Linked DNA regions of Mus musculus: region 2 is linked to region 1. A link is a contact called in public Hi-C data. All regions are on one chromosome and are shown on one strand. Each heading gives the region's core, a stretch centred on a gene start, on an enhancer-like site or on the middle of the called end of the contact. The rest is flanking DNA. Distances are from core to core; before and after follow the strand shown. Region 1 overlaps Slx4ip (SLX4 interacting protein). Region 2 has its middle 19 kb from the start of Gm14064.

Region 1 (3,961 bases), core at 974-3,473:
TAACCAGGACAACATGTGTCAGTCCCCCTCGGCCCCTTCTAACGTTTACTGTTAGGATAGGCCTGGGCCCACAAGGCTTTCCAAAGACAAGGGGATTCTTCCTCCTAGCACAGCAGTTCTAGATTCTTGACCCTAGAACAAAGCACCCAGCAGATAGCCTCTGCCAGTCTCAGAATAATTTCTCAAGGCCACTCTGGATAGTTCTGGTAGTTGTGATTGTTTTCACTGTAGTGTCCAGTGTGGTGTATCCTAGTAAGTATGTTGGGATGGAAGCAAGAGAAATACACGTGTGTATAACAGACTCTGGAGTACCTATATACACAACCAATGGGCAAGCAGACCAGAATTTAAGGTTCCGTGATAATCTGAGACTGAGCCATCCATTTTAACAGCAATTCAGTCGGCCTGCTTTCTTGGATCACAGTATCTAGAGAAGTTACCTTAGGAAACATAGAACAATGATGCCCTCTACAGCCTTTAGAGAGAATCCATACAGTTGGTGAAGGATCCTGAGTCTACCTTTCTAGTAAAGATTGTTTTAACACTAGAAGATAAAATAAAACACATACTTTGCATGTGCATCAGGAAAAACAAAATCATTATAAGAAAATAGTGTTACAGTTTAATGTTGAATGACATAGAAGTGAACTCTACATGTTGTCATTCTGTTATCTGTTTAAGAAGAATTAATTGGCTAACTGTTGGTGTGCTGTGGAAGTAGCTCAGAGGGTAAAATGCAAGCATGAGAATCTAACTTTGATCCAGAGAACTCACAAAGAAAAATTGAGAACATCTTTAATCTCCCCACTGTGGAGGCAGAGACCAGTGGATCCCTAGGACCTGCAGACCAGCCAGTCAAACCTGTTTGCTGAGTTCCAGGCCACTAAGACACCCTGTCTCAAAAGGTACAGGTGGATGCTAAGGAATGACACCCCAGGTTGGCCTCTGGCTACACATATGTGAACATGTGTACAATCAAGTACACACACATACAGCATGCATAAACAATTACAAATAAACAGAAGCTGCTTGTAAAAGAATTATTTTAAAAGTCACTAGGAACACCTATGGCAGAAATAGAGAAAGACAGAACTTTTAAGTAAAGGATATACCACAAATTGAAGATTACACATTACCTGTCCAGAAAAAGAAGTTATGAGGAAAAAACACAGAAGGAGTGGTACTGGTCACCTCGGTAATATCCTAGAGTATTCAGGTCCCGTGACATAAAAGAAACAGAGGAGAAGTCCTTCTCGGGGGTGTTCTAGGACAATGTGTGCAATGTGTGACAATAAGATGCACCTACTGGGCACTGAACATAAAGTAAGTATAATTAGCATAGGAATATTTGGTTTCTATATCAAAGAAAACAAGACTCATTCATCAGGCAAACCTGGAGCAGTCTGGCAAGTAGAAGAAAACATGAAACATTTTTCAGTTATAAAAAAAGGAAACAAAAACAGGTTTTATTCCAAGGAAACAGACTGTGACAGGGAGGCCTGAGAACTGACAGAGAACACTTGGTAAAAGAAGCTTTATTTCAAAACAAATACATCCTCTTGCTGCAAAGCCATCAATACCCACAGCAACTCTCCTATGGTGTAAGAAGGTACCCCAAACCTCCACAGCCATGATAGTTTGAGCTGGGTAATGTCAGAAAGCTGCTAGCAGTTTTGTTCCAGTTCCATCAAGTAAGCAGCACACACCTAGCTGCACACATTTCCCAATCTGGCAATGCAGCAACAGCAGTCTGCACACTCGGAGCACATTGCCAGCCACGGCACTACAGCCCAAAGCCTTCAAAAGAACAGAGCTCTCAAAAGAAACAGCTGAAGAGGTTGGGAAAGTGGTGAGTTTAAGACTCAGGAGAAGGAATACACTTATCCTTCTTAGGCTTTCAAAGTTAGGCAAAGACAAATATTGGAAAAGTGTTCTCAGGGATACAGGTCGCTCTCCTCTCAGCTGTATTTCTTATAAATACCAGGATTACTTGAAGTGCCTTTAATTGTTCTTTTGGAGCGCTTCACTTCAATCTTTCTTAACATCCAGAAGGTCAGTAAGTAGAACTCACCCTATATGGAAATACCTGCTGCAATCTTGTTTTCAATGCTTCATACCAGATCAATGCATCAACTTTCAAATAAGCAATGGTGACACAGTCAGTGGCGCATTCCCCTTTAGGTACACCAAAAACCTAGGACACAGGCTGTAAGTGATTCACAGAGGGAAGCTAGCAAGACAAAAGCCTGACAGCCAATCTCTATTCAGCTGTCTCTTTCTCTAGAAATGCAATGCATTGCTCTTCCCATTCGCTTTTACTATAACAAGGAAATCACATCAATATTTGAGCATATTTAACTTTTTCTGGTGTTCTACAAATGCAAAGACTGATGAAATGTTAGCTGAAATGTAGATCTCAGTATAAAACTAAAATTGCTACCAGGAGAAAGAAAAAGCATAAATAATAAAGATATAAAGAAAAATTTAAAATATAGTAAACTCATTTCCTTTTTATGCATTAATAAACATTTACACCTATTATATTTCAACTTTAGAAAACAACTCAGGCTTTTTACACCAGTACTTCCCCACAGACCCCAAAGAAAAAGTGGACAGTATGGACCAGCAAAAGGAGATGCTGTCAGCCTTCTACAGTGGTGGGAAGGGGCAAAGGGTCACTGCACATTCCCTGTAGAAGACAAAGCCAGATCCACATTCCAGGGAAATTTGGCTGGTCCAAGTTTTCCTTAAATACAGATTGGCCTGCCTGTCACTAAGCCAGGCTCTGTAATCTTCCCAGGCTGCCATTGCTAGGGAAGCCAGGAATCCCTTCTAATTAATCAACTCTCACAACAAAAATTTTCCCACCCACGAAACAGTAAGTGGTTGGGAGGGGAAGTGGGAAAGCAGTCTTCGTGGCCAAAAGAATCGTAGACTTTGCTGTAATACCGAACTAATCCAAGAAAACAGATGCAGGAAGCAGAGGAAATGATCTAGAGACAGACAATGAGCTTGGGGGCTTTCACTGTACTGCTCTTCTGGAGCCCAAGTTAAACATGTTAAATCTTAAAATGTAATTACTGGGAATGAAGCCTGGCAACATTTTACTCTTCTTAAAGCCAGGAATGGGACCCTGAACTTTTCCTGAGGCAGATATCAGATACATGATTGGACATTTTAAGCAATAATTTATTGTTCTGTTTCTTTTCTCGAACACTTTGTGTTTTAATGGACAAATATCTATGATTAATACTTGAGTGTTCATATCTGTTACTATTTGCTTTGGGCTTGCCTGATGCTTGTAGTAAGCGTTCAATGAAACCTTCATTAACTAACCTTGGGTTAATTCCATTGAATGCTTACTGTGACATGCTTTAAGCAGGTAAGAACATTTACAGCCATTTAGACCTATTCTGCCAGGGCCAGGAGTAACTCAAGTCTACAGCTCATCTGGCATGCATGAGACTTTGGATTTTAAGCACTGAAATGTATGTGTGTGTGTTGTGTGGTGTGGTGTGGTGTGTGTGTGTTTGTGTGTGTGTGTGTGTGTGTGTGTGTGTGTGTGATCCAATACAACTGTTACTAGCTACCGGCACCTACTGAGTATTTGATATTTGGCTAGTAGAAAGTGAGATGTGTTTCAAGAAATATTTACACACATATTATAAAATTAAAGCAATGTTATGTCTACTTTGTAGGCAGTGAGCTCTGCCTTTATTATAACTACTTAAACCAGCCCACTAAAGCTTAAGCAACCAGAGACAACTGATGACAAATAGAAGTGCCTGTGTACAAATAAAACTTTATTTTTTCTAAAACAAATGGCTGTCATACATGCTTTAGTTTGCTAACATCTGTCTAAACCTGACTTTTGTTTGATTCTAAAAGTTTATACAATTAGAAGTATTTTAAATACGGGGATGGGACAACGAATGATTTCAACTATGATAACTACAGATGC
Region 2 (3,961 bases), core at 403-2,902, 730 kb before region 1:
GCATGGTGCGAGCAAGCAGGAATGTGAATGTACTGAAGGCTTTAGGCAGAATGGAACAGTATCCTTCCAATGATTGTGCATGCCACTCCAAGAACAGCTCACACCAAGGACCCTGCGTCTTGGTTGGAGGGACTGCAGTACCACAGATGCTATGCAAAAGAGCAGGAGAATCATTGGAAACTTCTCCAGTGTTTCTTCTAGAATGAAGGCAATATTCTGCCGAGGAGCCTAGATTTTGAAGCTCTGCATGTACACAGTTTACTCTCTTTTTATCCTATGTGCCTTTCAACACTGTTCTGCAAACAGCTCATTAGACTCCAAAGATGATGATTGAGGTGGGCTTTGAGCCCAGTAAAATGAGATCATAAGGAAAACTGTAACTTGGTTTCCTTCAGAATCATCACCAGGAAGATATGATGGAGCTGTTGTGCACAGCAATGAGGACCACCTCCACTCCCCTCCCCTCCCTAGACTTTCTCTCTCTCTCTTTCTTTCTTTCTTTCTTTCTTTCTTTCTTTCTTTCTTTCTTTCTTTCTTTCTTTCTTCCTTCCTTCCTTCCTTCCTTCCTTCCTTCCTTCCTTTCTTTCTTTCTTTCTTTCTTTCTTTCTTTCTTTCTTTCTTTCTGTTTTTGTTTTGAAGACAGGGTTTCCCCGTGTAGCCTTCACTGTCCTGGAACTCACTCTGTAGACCAGACTGGCCTCAAACTCAGAAATCTGCCTGCCTCTGCCTCCCAAGTGCTGGGATTAAAGGTGTGCACCATCACACCAGGCTCTAGATTTTCTCTGTAGTATTAGAACACTGTTTTTCTGCTTAAGTTTATACCACTTCAACCTCTGCCAATTCCAAGAAGCCTCTTTATTTGCTGAAGAGACCATGACTACATGGGTCCAGAAGCAAATATGGGAAGGAAGACTCATTCATTCACTTCCCCACAGTGACTGGCATCATGACATAGACTGTGGTTCCAAATGATTCTCTGCCCACCTTGAAAGGAAGCCAAGGCCTAATTGGCCCCATATTCCAGTGGTCAGCAAGCCTTGGTAACCTCTGTAGACCTGATCATTAAAGAGGACAAACCTCATGTGCGCATCTCTGCCAGCTTTCCCCATGCCTATTGGTCTAGGTGCAAAATAAAACATAAAAAAAAAGGAAAACCAAAGGCTTGCTCATCTCCTGTGACTCTACAGGGGAATTCCAATCACACAGAGAACGCCCTGTCCCTGCTTCCCACCTATTTCACCCCACACAGGAGGAACAAGCCTAGGGGAAGAACTCATTTCCCTGTTCCACTATTTGTAAGCACATTTTCCAGATCACTTCTGACTTTTTGATTTCATAAGGCTTCTGCATCCAAAGGAGGTTGAGAATTGGTCTAACCTCACAACAGACTCCTTAGCTCCTTCTCAAAGGTAAAATGCTTATCTGCCTAAAGAAGAATGGAAATTTGCATGGCTGACAGTGAGAACTTCTGCCCTGTTGGCATACAAACAGGGCTTCATGCTGATGGCAGCTTTGGGGTAGGGGTGGGGGTTATTTTCTGCAGACCGTTATCAACAGGAAATCTAACTACAGCTAATGCAGCAGGACAGTTTGGCTAGGCTGTGGAAACAAATGTTTTAGAGCCCTTAAGATAACTGTCGCTCACCTTCCAGACTCATTAATCACTGGCAAGCTGAAGCCATCCAGTAAGGAGGAAGCAAAGGGGTGGGGGATGTGGAATATATGTCAAACAAATCATGCTCTTGTGCTAACATCAAAGATAGAAAGCTCTAGTGACATATAGAATATTAAGTCCCCTTTGTTCTGTGTGTGTGTGTGTGTGTGTGTGTGTGAGAGAGAGAGAGAGAGAGAGAGAGAGAGAGAGAGAGAGAGAGAGAGAGAGAGAACAGAGACTACCAAGAATCAGAAAAAGGGATGAAAAATAAAGACAGGAAGAGAGTTGGGCTTTAGGGTGCAGGCTTGTAATCTCAACGCCCGAAAGCATGAGGCAGGAGCATTACTGTGAGTTCCAAGGAAGCCTGGGCAACAATTTAAGACCCTGTCTCAAAAACAAAAACAGACAAACAAAACAACAGAGAGGAAGAGCTTGAGGCCTAAAAAAACAATGTGGCTCTATGATCCCAAACTGTAAACCGTGTCGCTTGATCCCTTTCATCTCACTCCTGTCTCTGGTAGGGGATTTATTACTGTGTCTGGAGGAAATAAGAGTAAGAAGCAGAAGAGACACCCAAAGAGATAAAACTACATATATACCCCTATATTTCTGCCTTCTTCCGAGAACAAAGCAAATACCGGAGTGCTCCGTCTTTTCTATTAATTTTTAAGAAACGTGATGTGGTTGTAATGCTTCCTAAACTAGTTTCCAGCCAGGATTTCCCAAGTGCATCTAATTGCCAACTTTATCAAAGGCTCTATCAGGTAAATGGTGTTCCACCTCCGCTGAGCCTGCTGAAGGTTGACACCCAGGACTTGTCAGGCAATGGATCACAGTGCTGGCATGGGGGCCCCTTGTTCTGGGTTCCTGCAAGAGGGTGACAGTAAATTATGACATCTGCCAGGAAGTTCTGAACAGGGCTGTGTGACCGGATACACCTACCCAACACATGAGGAAAGCTTTTAGGATGTGACTGGAGATGTGGCTGAAAACTCTTAAAGGGACAAAGAGCCTTTGTCCTCACAACAGTAAAGGAAGATGATTCCAGATCATGTACTTTACCCTTTCATGGCATTTAATGACCTATTTTGATGTTGGAGTGAGTTATGTTGCCTGGCAGTTGGAAAGTGTTCCAGATTTTTAGATTCTGCTTCTCCATCCTCTTACAGTTATTAAGAGAGCAGCCAGTATCCTGCTTTCTGTCTAAGATAAAGAAACTGATGATGAACCAGGCTAAGTGATGCCTTGACCTTGGCCAAAGGAAGTCAGAAAAAAAATGCCATAGTTCACTTCCAAGGCCCTCAGATGTCTAATCTTCATACTGTGAAGGCCTTTACCTTCTTCTTACCAAAGGTATTTTATTCATTGTAACTTAGGAACCATGCCTTATTATTACTATTTTTAAAAGCGTGGTTTTTTTTTCTTAATCCTTTACAGAACTTACATTAAAACTTAACATAAAAATATACAACAACAAGAAAATCTAGCACACATGATGAAAGGAAGCAAGAGACAAGTTATTATATTTTTCAGTGAATTTTCTCAAGGGATTTGTTCTAAACAATAGCAACAAATCCGAGACTGGGCTGGAGAGATGGCTCAACAGTTAAGAGTGTTTGCTGCTCTTTTTTTTTCCATTTTTTATTAGGTATTTAGCTCATTTACATTTCCAATGCTATACCAAAAGTCCCCCATACCCACCCACCCCCACTCCCCTACCCACCCACTCCCCCTTTTTGGCCCTGGCATTCCCCTGTACTGGCATAGTCTCACAAGAGACAGCTACATCTGGGTCCTTTCGATAAAATCTTGCTACTATATGCAATGGTGTCAGCATTTGGCTGCTGATTATGGGGTGGATCCCTGGATATAGCAGTCTCTACATGGTCCATCCTTTCATCTCAGCTCCAAACTTTGTCTCTGTAACTCCTTCCATGGGTGTTTTGTTCCCAATTCTAAGGAGGGGCATAGTGTCCACACTTCAGTCTTCATTTTTCTTGAGTTTCATGTGTTTAGCAAATTGTATCTTATATCTTGGGTATCCTAGGTTTTGGGCTAATATCCACTTATCAGTGAGTACATATTGTGTGAGTTCCTTTGTGAATGTGTTACCTCACTCAGGATGATGCCCTCCAGGTCCATCCATTTGGCTAGGAATTTCATAAATTCATTCTTTTTAATAGCTGAGTAGTACTCCATTGTGTAGATGTACCACATTTTCTGTATCCATTCCTCTGTTGAGGGGCATCTGGGTTCTTTCCAGCTTCTGGCTATTATAAATAAGGCTGCTATGAACATAGTGGAGCA

The links. A called contact is a pair of places that touch in the nucleus more often than the background predicts.
Region 2: a Hi-C map of the N1E-115 cell line shows a contact between it and region 1, with 11 times the contacts expected there. The contact joins two enhancer-like sites. A contact is called at or near these places in 1 of 484 Hi-C or Micro-C datasets (the N1E-115 cell line) and 1 of 9 other capture datasets (adipose tissue).

The regions. Positions count from the first base shown.
Region 1 is chr2:136,911,028-136,914,988 of GRCm38.p6, reverse strand. The region is part of intron 2 of Slx4ip (SLX4 interacting protein); the gene reads right to left. Among named protein-coding and RNA genes, the nearest start is that of Slx4ip, 21 kb to the right of the region's middle. Within about 2 kb of position 2,223, at least 25 of the 459 cell types and tissues checked have an H3K27ac peak or open chromatin away from gene starts, as enhancers often do. A contact at or near this core is called in the N1E-115 cell line, where this site is marked.
Region 2 is chr2:137,642,057-137,646,017 of GRCm38.p6, reverse strand. No RefSeq gene overlaps it. Among named protein-coding and RNA genes, the nearest start is that of Gm14064, 19 kb to the left of the region's middle. Within about 2 kb of position 1,652, at least 16 of the 459 cell types and tissues checked have an H3K27ac peak or open chromatin away from gene starts, as enhancers often do. A contact at or near this core is called in the N1E-115 cell line, where this site is marked.